2 separate regions of the Columba livia genome follow, and region 2 is linked to region 1. Evidence: chromatin contacts called from public Hi-C data. All regions are on one chromosome and are shown on one strand. Each heading gives the region's core, a stretch centred on a gene start, on an enhancer-like site or on the middle of the called end of the contact. The rest is flanking DNA. Distances are from core to core; before and after follow the strand shown. Region 1 has its middle 140 kb from the start of TRIM42. Region 2 overlaps SLC25A36 (solute carrier family 25 member 36).

Evidence for each region. Hi-C and Micro-C count contacts between places; a contact is called where the count stands out from the background.
Region 2: a Hi-C map of liver shows a contact between it and region 1, with 4 times the contacts expected there. The contact joins two enhancer-like sites. A contact is called at or near these places in 2 of 2 Hi-C or Micro-C datasets (crop and liver).

What each region holds. Positions count from the first base shown.
Region 1 is chr9:26,772,760-26,778,091 of bColLiv1.pat.W.v2, forward strand. No RefSeq gene overlaps it. Among named protein-coding and RNA genes, the nearest start is that of TRIM42, 140 kb to the left of the region's middle. Within about 2 kb of position 1,907, at least 2 of the 3 cell types and tissues checked have an H3K27ac peak away from gene starts, as active enhancers do.
Region 2 is chr9:27,009,494-27,014,750 of bColLiv1.pat.W.v2, forward strand. SLC25A36 (solute carrier family 25 member 36) reads right to left here. Exons shown (of 7, transcript XM_065074412.1): 5 at 272-338. Among named protein-coding and RNA genes, the nearest start is that of SLC25A36, 22 kb to the right of the region's middle. Within about 2 kb of position 1,263, at least 1 of the 3 cell types and tissues checked has an H3K27ac peak away from gene starts, as active enhancers do.

The DNA.
Region 1 (5,332 bases), core at 657-3,156:
TGAGCAATAGCAGGAACACATTTTAACAATGTATGTGTTTGCATGTGGCTCCATGCAAACCTGTTTTAGCTCAGCTCCTTACTCCTAAAAATATGAAGTTATCTCCAGTTTAGTATTTGACTTATCCCTGAAATGATTATGTTTATTTTTGTCCTGAAAACTTAGAGTGGGTTTTTTTGATGAATTCCTTTTAAACTTTGTTCTTTCAGAAACGTAATCTAACAAGAGAGATTTGTACATCTGTATCATGCTTATCTTTTATTTTTCCAGACTCAGTGTTTGACAAGCCGGATCATTCTTATCCAGAGAAAGACTCTGAAAACGCAGACGCTGTCTGGCGCCAGGTGCACCGCAGTTACTGAGTCCCAGAATCACTGGGATGGCACGCAGGACGTGCGGTTATTCTAATGTGATCTCTTGCTGTTCTTGGATTCCAGCTGGAGACATCTAGCAGGCTTGTTTGAGCAATGCTCACACACTGCTTTCTTACTTCAACATCTTTCATTTTCCTGGTCTTTGAAATAAGCTGGAAAAAATCTATCACGTTCAATTATCAACAATTAAGAATATAACCAGGAACTGCCGGTTTATGGCCTGTATTAGAATAAAAAAAGATGTTTCTAGTTTGAATATATTTAATGTCAATTACAGTACAGAACAATTTACCACATCACCAGCAGGTCATCAGGGTATTTTATTGTTCTTATCTCATTGGCACCTTAGCTATTTATTTACAGCAAACACCAAAATATGTTTGTCTAGCAAGAACCGACCAGTTCTTAATTGGAGCCACAGTGCTTTCAAAATCATCAGATACTTACAATCCAGCTTTCTAAAGAGAAGCTGTGAGTAAAATATGTCCCACTGAATGCTTACCCATTCTGTTCATCACCAACCTGCTAGCTCATATCTGTTGAAAATTCAGCCTACCTCAATAGATAGCCTTCCGAATACATTCCAAAAAGTATATGCTTCCATGAAATAAACATCAGAATTCACGCGGGAAGAAAGCTCAAACTTCAGAAAAGCTGGATGTACCTCTGCCATCTGTACTCATGGGTGCACCACACCCATCAGCAGTTTCTCAGGAAGAAAAAAAAACGCTGCTCATCTTTACTAATGTAAAATTCAGTAGAGTAGCCTGCCAAGTGGTGACCTCTGCATCTTCAGACACCAGCTGTCTGCAAAAGTATAAATTGTTCCAGACCAAGTTAACTTTGGTACAAGAGCACTCCAGGTTCTCAGCCTGATCTCACAGTGCTGAGTTCTGGGGTCATTCCCACAAAATGAGTGGCACTTGCAAGACCAGAATGAGGAGCTCACAAGGAATAAAAATAATGAATCTTCCGTATTTTAAATGGAAACTAAAATTGAGGTTAATACACAGGGAGAAACCACTGACCTGCTGCAAAAATGCTTCCACAAAGCAAAGGCTGCTGTTCCATTCAAGACACCTTTCACAGGGTGGCCCTTGCCACTCAGACTTGAGTGTTCTGTTGACTGACAGTGACACAGCTACAGGCAGGGGAAGAGGCAGAAGAAAAACCTCCTCCTGGAGCAAATTTGCTAAAGCCAGAGGCTAATTTGGACTACGGAATTTTTGCAAACATTATTTCCTTCTGTCACAAATAAATTCTTTATTAGCTTCCCTTTGCTTAAAGAAAACAAAAAACAAATTAAGTACAAATAAATTGCAACTTCTGTTATTTTTGGCATGCCTGTGAACTTAGAAAAGCTCAACTGGTAACCCAGGAGACAGACAGCAGACATCTGCTAAATGCATTCAGTTGATATAAGGTAAGTAGTGACAATGTATGCTTCTTACTGCTCCAGACCTCCTCGGGGACCCTTCAGTCCTCACACGCTTCAGGCCTGGAGTCACCACCACGTACAACACAAAGAACCAGTCGTGTAGGGTTTGAGATGCCAACTGCCACACAAAGACCTGGTTTCACACAGGGACTGAACAGCCATCAGAAGGCACACTGATGGGGCTGGAATTTAATGAAAGCCCCCACTCAAAAGGGTCATAGTTTCCTTGCTTGTGGCCAGGGATTTTTGTGAGTTGATTGCTTTGTCAAGAAGACAAATTTGTTACAAATAATTGTTGATTTGTTTGTTTTGGCTTTTTAATAGGAACAGGCTTTTCGTTTGAGAAAGAGAGACTGTGAAGTGTATGCAAAGGTCTGGAAAAATCAGGTTTTGACCCAAGAGTGATTAATGCTATGCAGCTGTTCTCCTGAGCTATTTTCAAATGTGTTCAATAAACCTTAAAGATTTGTTACAGAGTGGTGACAGAATTATTTTGCTTGACTAACTTCACATTTTCATGAACTGTGAAAGTCTAAAATTTGAGAGAAGATAGCTTGTACTGATTTGGATGATTAATAGGCAAGCAAGTTTTAAATGGAGAGCACCACCAGCATTGTAACACGCTAAACATCACCCCTCTGTTACTCACTCATCTCTGTTAGTTATTCCTGCCTCAGGAGGCTTATTTTCCAATGACTGCTGTACAGTGCTCCCTGTCCTCAGGACCTGGGCGTTTCCTGTCTCATAGGTGCAAAATCGGGGTGGGTGGGTTACAGCTATTTATGAAACATGAGAGAAGGTAACAAAAAAAGGTTGAATTAGCACGTTTTCTTGATATTACAATCCTTTTCAGCTTAGTTTAAACCCATCGTCCTGATTTTCAGTCATGTTTCACCCAAAACAATTTCTAGATGTTTTCAATTAATTTATCACACTTGCTTCAGCTGTCTCCTTCTGCTAAGTTAGGTTCTAATTCAAGAGACCATTTAATTGTCTTTAAATTTAAACATGTCCTTAAGCTTTGTCAAAATCTATTTGTCATGGAAGCAACATTAACAGTCCTAATTCAGAAATGGACACAAACCCTTGTTTAAGCTCTTCCCTCACTAGGGATGTCTTCCTGAATCGGTACTTCCGTCTTGTGGTGTGACATTTTCAAGAGCGCTCAAGTAATTTAGCAGACTAAGTGTTGTTCACTTGTGGGTTGGCATTTTTGAAAAATTATGCTGTTGCTGAGTAAGACTGGATTTCAAGATGGGTTTGAAAAGATTTTACTGAACTGCAGTCTTATTCAGTTCATTTATTTCAGCATATAAATACATAGTCCAAACTTTTTATTTAATTTCGGCTCTCACATTTCTATTGGTAACCACCATAAGCCATCTGCTTCCACCTGCTCCGTCCCCTCCTTCCAAAACACACAACTTCAGTTTATCCCTGAAGAATATTGCCTAGCGGGGGATAAAAGAAGCAGCATTTATTTTAAACATTGCTTTAAATCAGTGTCTTGGGACTGGTTTTCTTCCTAACTGTTGAACACCACAGCCTCTCGCTGATAACGTCCTCCGGGTTGTGAAGCAGCCAGCACTGCCCAGCAGCAGCCCCAGGCAGTTCTCAGCAGCTCACTCTGCCAAGTGCTGCCTCCTCTGCTCTGCACTCTGCATCTCTGCCAGTACAATTCAATGGCCCATCCTTTCTTCTTCCTTTCATCCCCCTGTCTGCGATGACCCTGTATATAAGGCTAACAACATCAAATTCTTCTGTATTCTCTTCCAGGTCGGAGTCAATGGCATTGTTGTTCTTCATGTCTATTGCTTTTACTATGTTTTTCCAAACATCTCTCTCTTTTCAGAAGGGAGAGAAATTTACCTTAGTTTTGTGCTGCTTTCCTTGCTTCAGATGCTTGTAGATGTCAGGACACAGGCAGAAAGTTACCTTCTGATTTCACCCCAAATATCTGTCTATTGAGTCTGACACCCCTACCCTGCAAACTCCATGAGGAAAATGCAGCTGGCAAAAGACATGTAGTGAGAGGGAAGCATCAAAACTGCCCCTTGGGCTCTGGAGAGCCCTTTTATCACAAGAAGATTAAACTTTCTCATCTCCAAGCACCTATAAACTTTCCTAATTGAAAAAATGCTGGTCCTGGCACAATTCACTGGTGGCTATGCATGCGGGATGCCTGTGCCTGTCTGATGAGTCTCCTGCACTTACAAGTGCTTATTTTCAAAAGTATCCTTAGTTGCAAGAACATTTGATAACAACATATCTTTGATCTTCAAGTTATCTACCTAATAATTTATAAGCTGGAAGATGTGCCCCCTATTACGCAGAGATCAGAAAATTATTTCATGAGATGTAGCTAACCAAAGAGCAGGAATTCAAATGACAAGATGCAGCTGTCTCAATAAGCTTAGAGCTTGAAAAACAATCATAGAAAGTACAAGAGAACACACGGGTATGTTCAACTCAAAAATTGAGCACAGAGAGGTCCTGCTAACCTCTTCACCCATCCCCAGAAAAGGATGAACAATGCCTCAGCTGGGATTTTTCCCTTAGAGCTCAATTGCTATGTCTGTTTTGCAGCATCCTGTGCAAAAGACCCCTACATACCAAATGCACACAGAAGATGAAATGGTTTGGAAAACAAAGAGAAGCAAAATCTTCCAGATGGTTACTTGATCAAAACCATTCACCATTTTGCAACGGAATTATTCAAAAAATTAAAACAATTTTTAAAGCATTACAATTGAAATAGTTAGATTATCTGTAAAAAAATACTTCTCATTTAAATGTATTCAATTCTATAAATGTAATTAAAAGACCTTTAAATTTTAAAATATCACAATCCTAAATTACATAACTATATTTTTGGACATGAGAAATGTTTTGTTGCCCTTCGCAAACACCTTCTTTCTCATTGGACTGGAATGACTTCAGGCTAGGATGAGTTGCCCTCTAGATGTTCCCATTTCTTTACTGGCCTTTGGAGCGATGAATCTTCAAAGTTAGACAAGATCTCAAGACACATGTACAACATCAATAGGAAGAGAATTAAAATAAAAAAAAAAATGAAGCAAAACTTTTCTCTTACATGATTCTCATTTCTCTAAATAGAAATGCAGTCTTCTTTGTCTATGGGCAAATAGCAAGTTCTTGGCAAAGGATCCAGTTGTATTGCTTGAAAACTTCGTGGTGAAACAACATTTCATCTGGTGATGTAGCAAGGCTCATTCTGAATGCTGAGACTTAGCTCTCATGTGATCCCACCATGAAATAAAAACTCCAAAACCAACGAGCTGAACATTTGGGATAGCAACTTTTCAGCTATCAGAAGCCAGAGTCTCCAGACAACATGACTGACCGCTGAGTGGCAGTGTAAGGAAAACAAACCCAAAATTAAACACTGAAAATCCATGTAGTCTTTCACTGAATCTGTATCATCACAGAAACCACCTGGACATTCAAACAAAATATCCCCATTAGGAGAGAGAGACATTTTGTCAGAGAACACTCACTA
Region 2 (5,257 bases), core at 13-2,512, 240 kb after region 1:
CATATGGATGGTAGAACACTATTTTAACGAGACTGTTAACCTCGTAGTTGATTCAAAATGTGATGCTCAGTCTACTCCAGTGCCTCAAGCACGCCTCAGAACACAGACCAAACAGAGAAAAATGAGTGTAACTTGGAGATAGATCAGCATCAACTTTCTAATTCAAAGCATTGGATATTTAAAGAATCATTCCATTTTGTGATGCAGAACAGATTCAAAACTTTTAAGCAAAATCTTATTACAGCAGTTCGATTTCCCATGGTCACTATACCTTGCATCAAGCTGTAATCGTGTCTTGACTAGCCAAATGGGATTAGTTGTTGTGATCGCAGTAAAACCTAAAACATTTAAAAAGAAAAGTTAGACGTGATAGTATCACGAGAGCAACCACATCTAAACTTGAAACCCACAAAGGAACAGTGGATGCAAAAACTCGGACTATACTGATTTTTAGAAAGTACCCATTGTAGCCCTTCACTGATATTTCACAAATCCATAAAGCCAATAAACATTTAGCTTATTTTTTTTTTTAAGTTTTGCATCAATATTGACTAAGTTTGATTCTTAGCAAGAGACATCACATGTAAAGTAAGCCCAATTGTGTACATTTCCCTGCCTATCTAATCATACCAACACCACAGAACAGCAAGGCTAGCTACACTAACATTAGCCAATTTGGCAAACATGTCAATAAGAATGCATTGCAGATACAGCTGTAGCAATTTGAGATGCTGTAAAACATTGTGTCAATTTAATGTGCCACCTGAAATACAATCCGAGTTCAAAAGCATGCAGACTGAATAAGTACTACTTCTGGTGCAGTTAAAAGGCATGTATTACTGTAAGTTAAGAGACCTTTTAATACTGAACTATAAAGAGCCGTTAAATTTGAGTGCTAATGTTTTATTTAGTATTCAAAGCAGAGATTGTTGGTTGGCCTAGGAATACTTTTACAAACATACGAGGTTTAAAATTGTTAAAGTAAATAGTATGACTTGTAACTATCCAGACATTCAGCAACTAGTCAGGCTTGCATAAGGGCGAAGGGTCATAGCTTTAGGATTTTCAGTCCACTAAAGAAAAAGAAAAGGAAAAACAAGAAAAAGAGAGAAGGAAACAAATTAAAAAAAAATGAAGAAAAGTATTAAGAATCGCTCTTACTTCCACACAACTGTGGAGAGAAGAAGAGCAGAGTGAAAGGCAGCTCTGGGAAAAGAAAAAAAGGCAAAATAAAAACCATCTGGAGTTGTAATACCACACATGCACCATTAATGAGGTGTCATGTCTGCGTGAGAGAAGAGGAAAAGGGAAGAGCTGGAACATGGCCAGGCAAGAGATGACGAATTTAGACGCTTGCTAAGTGACACACATCACTTTATATCACTACAAACACATGCTGCCCTCCTGCAAGGGAATGGACCGAGGGGCGGGAAAGCAACACAGAGTTACCTTGTTCAGTGCATTCCGGTGCACGAAACTTATACAACAAACAGGCTATTGATAAGCTTGTTTATGGAGGTCATTAACAGCTTATATCTATTTAGCAGAACTGCTTGCATACACGTTACTTCTGTTTAATCACAATCTACGTTTACATTGCACACAAATGACTGCAATACTCAGAGAAATGCCAGGGGATCTTAACTGTCTTAAGGTTTGTTCAACCCCACCCCCAAATCTTAAATAGGTCATTATGATTTTCAATTACAGTTCTAAAGACAAACTACAAGGTTTAGCAGCTACTAAGATTTAGCTATATTTCTCTGCCAAAATAGTAAAACCACATTAGAGATTTCAGCTTAATTGTTAAATAGAATTTAAAATTGACTTAAACCTCTTAACTAAATAAGTTCCTGTGGTAGATTGTAAAGGTTTGGGGTTGGCTTTTTTTTGATACACTACTCCTCATTTTTTGATTTATCTAGGTACATATATAGCCCTCCATAAGCTGGCATGTAATCCTAACAAGCCAGAAGCGTTTCATATCTGCATTTCATGTAGGTAAATACCCAAAGCATCAGTGAACTACTCTGCCATAACAAGGCAAGGGATGTTTTTAAAACAGATTGCATGCGCAAAAAAGGTTCTGTAGTTCAACTAGCCTGAGCCCTTCTGACCTGTCACTTAATGCCACGGAAACGCCGCTGATTCCAACAGCACTTGATCCTGGGTTGAACTAAACTGAAAGGAAACCTCGTTCTTGCATTTTTTAATTTTCTTATACTAGCACTAACAAAGCTTTAACTTTCTTTTACTCCAAATCAAAACGTTTCCACACCTGTAGTGCAGTGAAAGGCACTAGAAATGCACAGGACTGCAACAAAGGCTTTGAGATAAGGGGGGGAAAAGTTACTGACTTCCCCTAACCAACACATTTTCAAGGAAGGACTTCCCTCCAAAATAAAGATATTAGTTCTTAAGTGTACCCTAGTTATTACAAGCAAACAAGACCGAAAAAATCCTATTTTAGCTGCATGCTTTGCAATTTTGTTCCTGCTAGGCTGCATGCTGCCGCACTATCTGCTCAGCCTTTCCTCCAGCCTAGTCAACCTCCAAGAGGTGTCTCTGTCTCCTAAGCCCGGACCAGCAGCAGAGCCCCAGGGGCAGCAGGAGAGCCCAGAGGCTGCCAGGGCAGGACATGGCACCTTCTGCCTCAACTTCAACCCCCCCGGCTCGTTCTACACATGATTTACCCCTGTGGGATCAGACACTTAGCGACAAAGCCCATTATTTTTTTCCCCTAGGGCTGTCAAAAGCACTAAATTTTGTGACAAGTTCCAACCAAAGCTGTCAAATCAAAGCATCTTCAATAATTCAGGTTTCAAGATGAAACGACTACAGCTCCATTCTTACACGTAATGTAGTAAATATTGTTAGTGGAAGAAGAAAAATTAACAGTGGAGTGATGCTGACACCAAGGAAAGCACTCCAAAAAAAAGAAACATCCCATTTGGGATCTTTGATAAGCTTTTCTTTTTAAAGGCAGAAAACCTGTAGCAAAAGTACTTGTTAAAAAATAAAGGTGGGAGACTTTCAACAGCTGCTATGAAGCTCTATCAATTGTTTCCTTTCTCCTGTTTTCTTTTTAGAAGCCTCAGTGAACTTTATAATGCTTTAAAATGCTTATCAGTGTGTTGTACCCTCAATAACAATTATGGATTCATTAGAAGTATAGATTAATTTGGCATCTCCAGAAACTCCTGTACTTTTCTGTGTCTTATTTTCTTCTACAAAATTCCATCCCAGTTTCAGATGGGAAGAATTACCTCCATTTACTTTTTCAGCTCTACCAGCTAGTGACAGGTAAGATCCCAGGTATTCCTATTATGCATCGTATTCCATAGGTTAGGATTTTTTTTTTAATCTATAAGCCAATATAATCGATACGGACGCATGTGAATATGGAATGCTGAATTAAAAATCCAAAGTAGTAAAATAAAAACAAATCAAAAGAGAAAACAGAAAAAGACAGAAAGGAGATTATAAACATATTAAAAAAGAAAAAGAAAAGAGGCCTTTGAAATAATGTGACAATACAGACTATCAGCTGCAGCATTTTAAAGGCAGCTCTGGGACACAAAAAAAAAACCCCCAAAAGGTTTTGTTTAACCCAGTTGGGACTTCTAATTAGCCAGAGCTAAGTAAAGCAGCAGCTATCAGTGAAAGGTATTTCTCACCCTTCCCTGAACTGCCCAGAAAAAACCCCAAACAAACTCTGTTAACAGAGTTAAGGAGAAATGATGTCTTTGCACAACGCACATCATCCGAGTTCAAGATCATGAAAGTTAATTCCCCTTACGTTGTTTATTTAATAGATATTACAAACCCAACGTGTGGTTCTTACACTAGATGCTGCAAGAGACGCTCAGTTCAGTACTCACGAGGTTTAAGTTAGTCCATATTTCTGCAGGAAGTGACCTGCGGATGGGGAGCATGAGATGACACGATCTCACTCTTTTCACGGGAGAAATGTACAGTAAATGCCTAAAATAGACACAGGCTTTTCTGTATCATAACAACAAGCAGTGACCTCATCAGACACATGTGTACAAATTGAATCCCATTGGAAGGATCTGTGAATTAGTTATTGTGAGATCTAACTCTTTTCAGGTAAAAGTTTAGGAAAAAAGAAAGAAAAATCATCAGAACAGGCCACAGATATTAAAATAATTGTGTAAAATGCACTGAGTACTGAAATTTCTGCTCATTTGCAGCAGTTCAATTGTATATCTCCAAATACTTACCCATATGTCAAATTTACAAGTGAACCCTCCTCCTTCCCCACTGCCTCTCAAAACATCATTCAAAAAAGCTAGCCTTGTCTTAAGGCTGAAAAAGCAAAATAGATGCCTTATGAAATCAAACTTTCTAATATCGGTCATCAATGAACTGAACATTCATTTTATTTGATACTACTACAAAGGTACAAAAGTATGGAAACCAAGTAATAATGTAGTCCCATTTTTTTTTTTAATAAATAATAATAATAAAAGAATCTACGTTTGTGTTGGTTTGCCAGCAGAGTTCTAGAAAGAACAGCAATAGCACACAAGGCAGTTTTGCAGCAGATCTGCAACCCTGGTGTCTGAACGAGGCTGGGAAGCATTCAAAAGACAAATCAGAAAGCCAGACTGGAATCAAGCATCTCATTCCGTTCTCCACAGGTTTTATTACTCTGTGGCAGAAGAGGTTGAGTGAGTGCAATAAGAAGGCAGGGTTTATAGCGAATCTGAGAATTTAGCCCACATTTCAAATGTACAGAGTTAAACTATCTTCACACAAGCAAACGGTCTCTTTCTTCTAATATGCTTCAGATGCAGTCACTGTCCAAGTTGGCAAAAATAGAACCATGTAGTATGCCAAGTAGTGAGCAGAAAAGATTGCCCAGTACTTCTTCATGTCAATACACAGGTATTTTAGGTATGAAGGTGACATGAATTATACGCTAGAAGCTAGCACACAGCAAGAGAACATTAAATTCTAATTGCATAAGGCATCGGTTACTATTATGTAGCATAAGTCATCCTCCTCGGGATAAAACAAACTTACTAAAAGAATCTTAAGATCAAACTTTTTTTTTTTGGTTGTTTTATTGAGAAGGAAGAATCAGGCCTGAACCCAAAAATGCTTAAAATACCATACCTCAGCTTCTCACTCTCAACAATGCCATGTGCATAGAATAACCCTTGTTTAACAAGGACATCAGCCTAGCCCGAGATACTTACGTATTAACATGATACAAGTCAACGGTATTGAA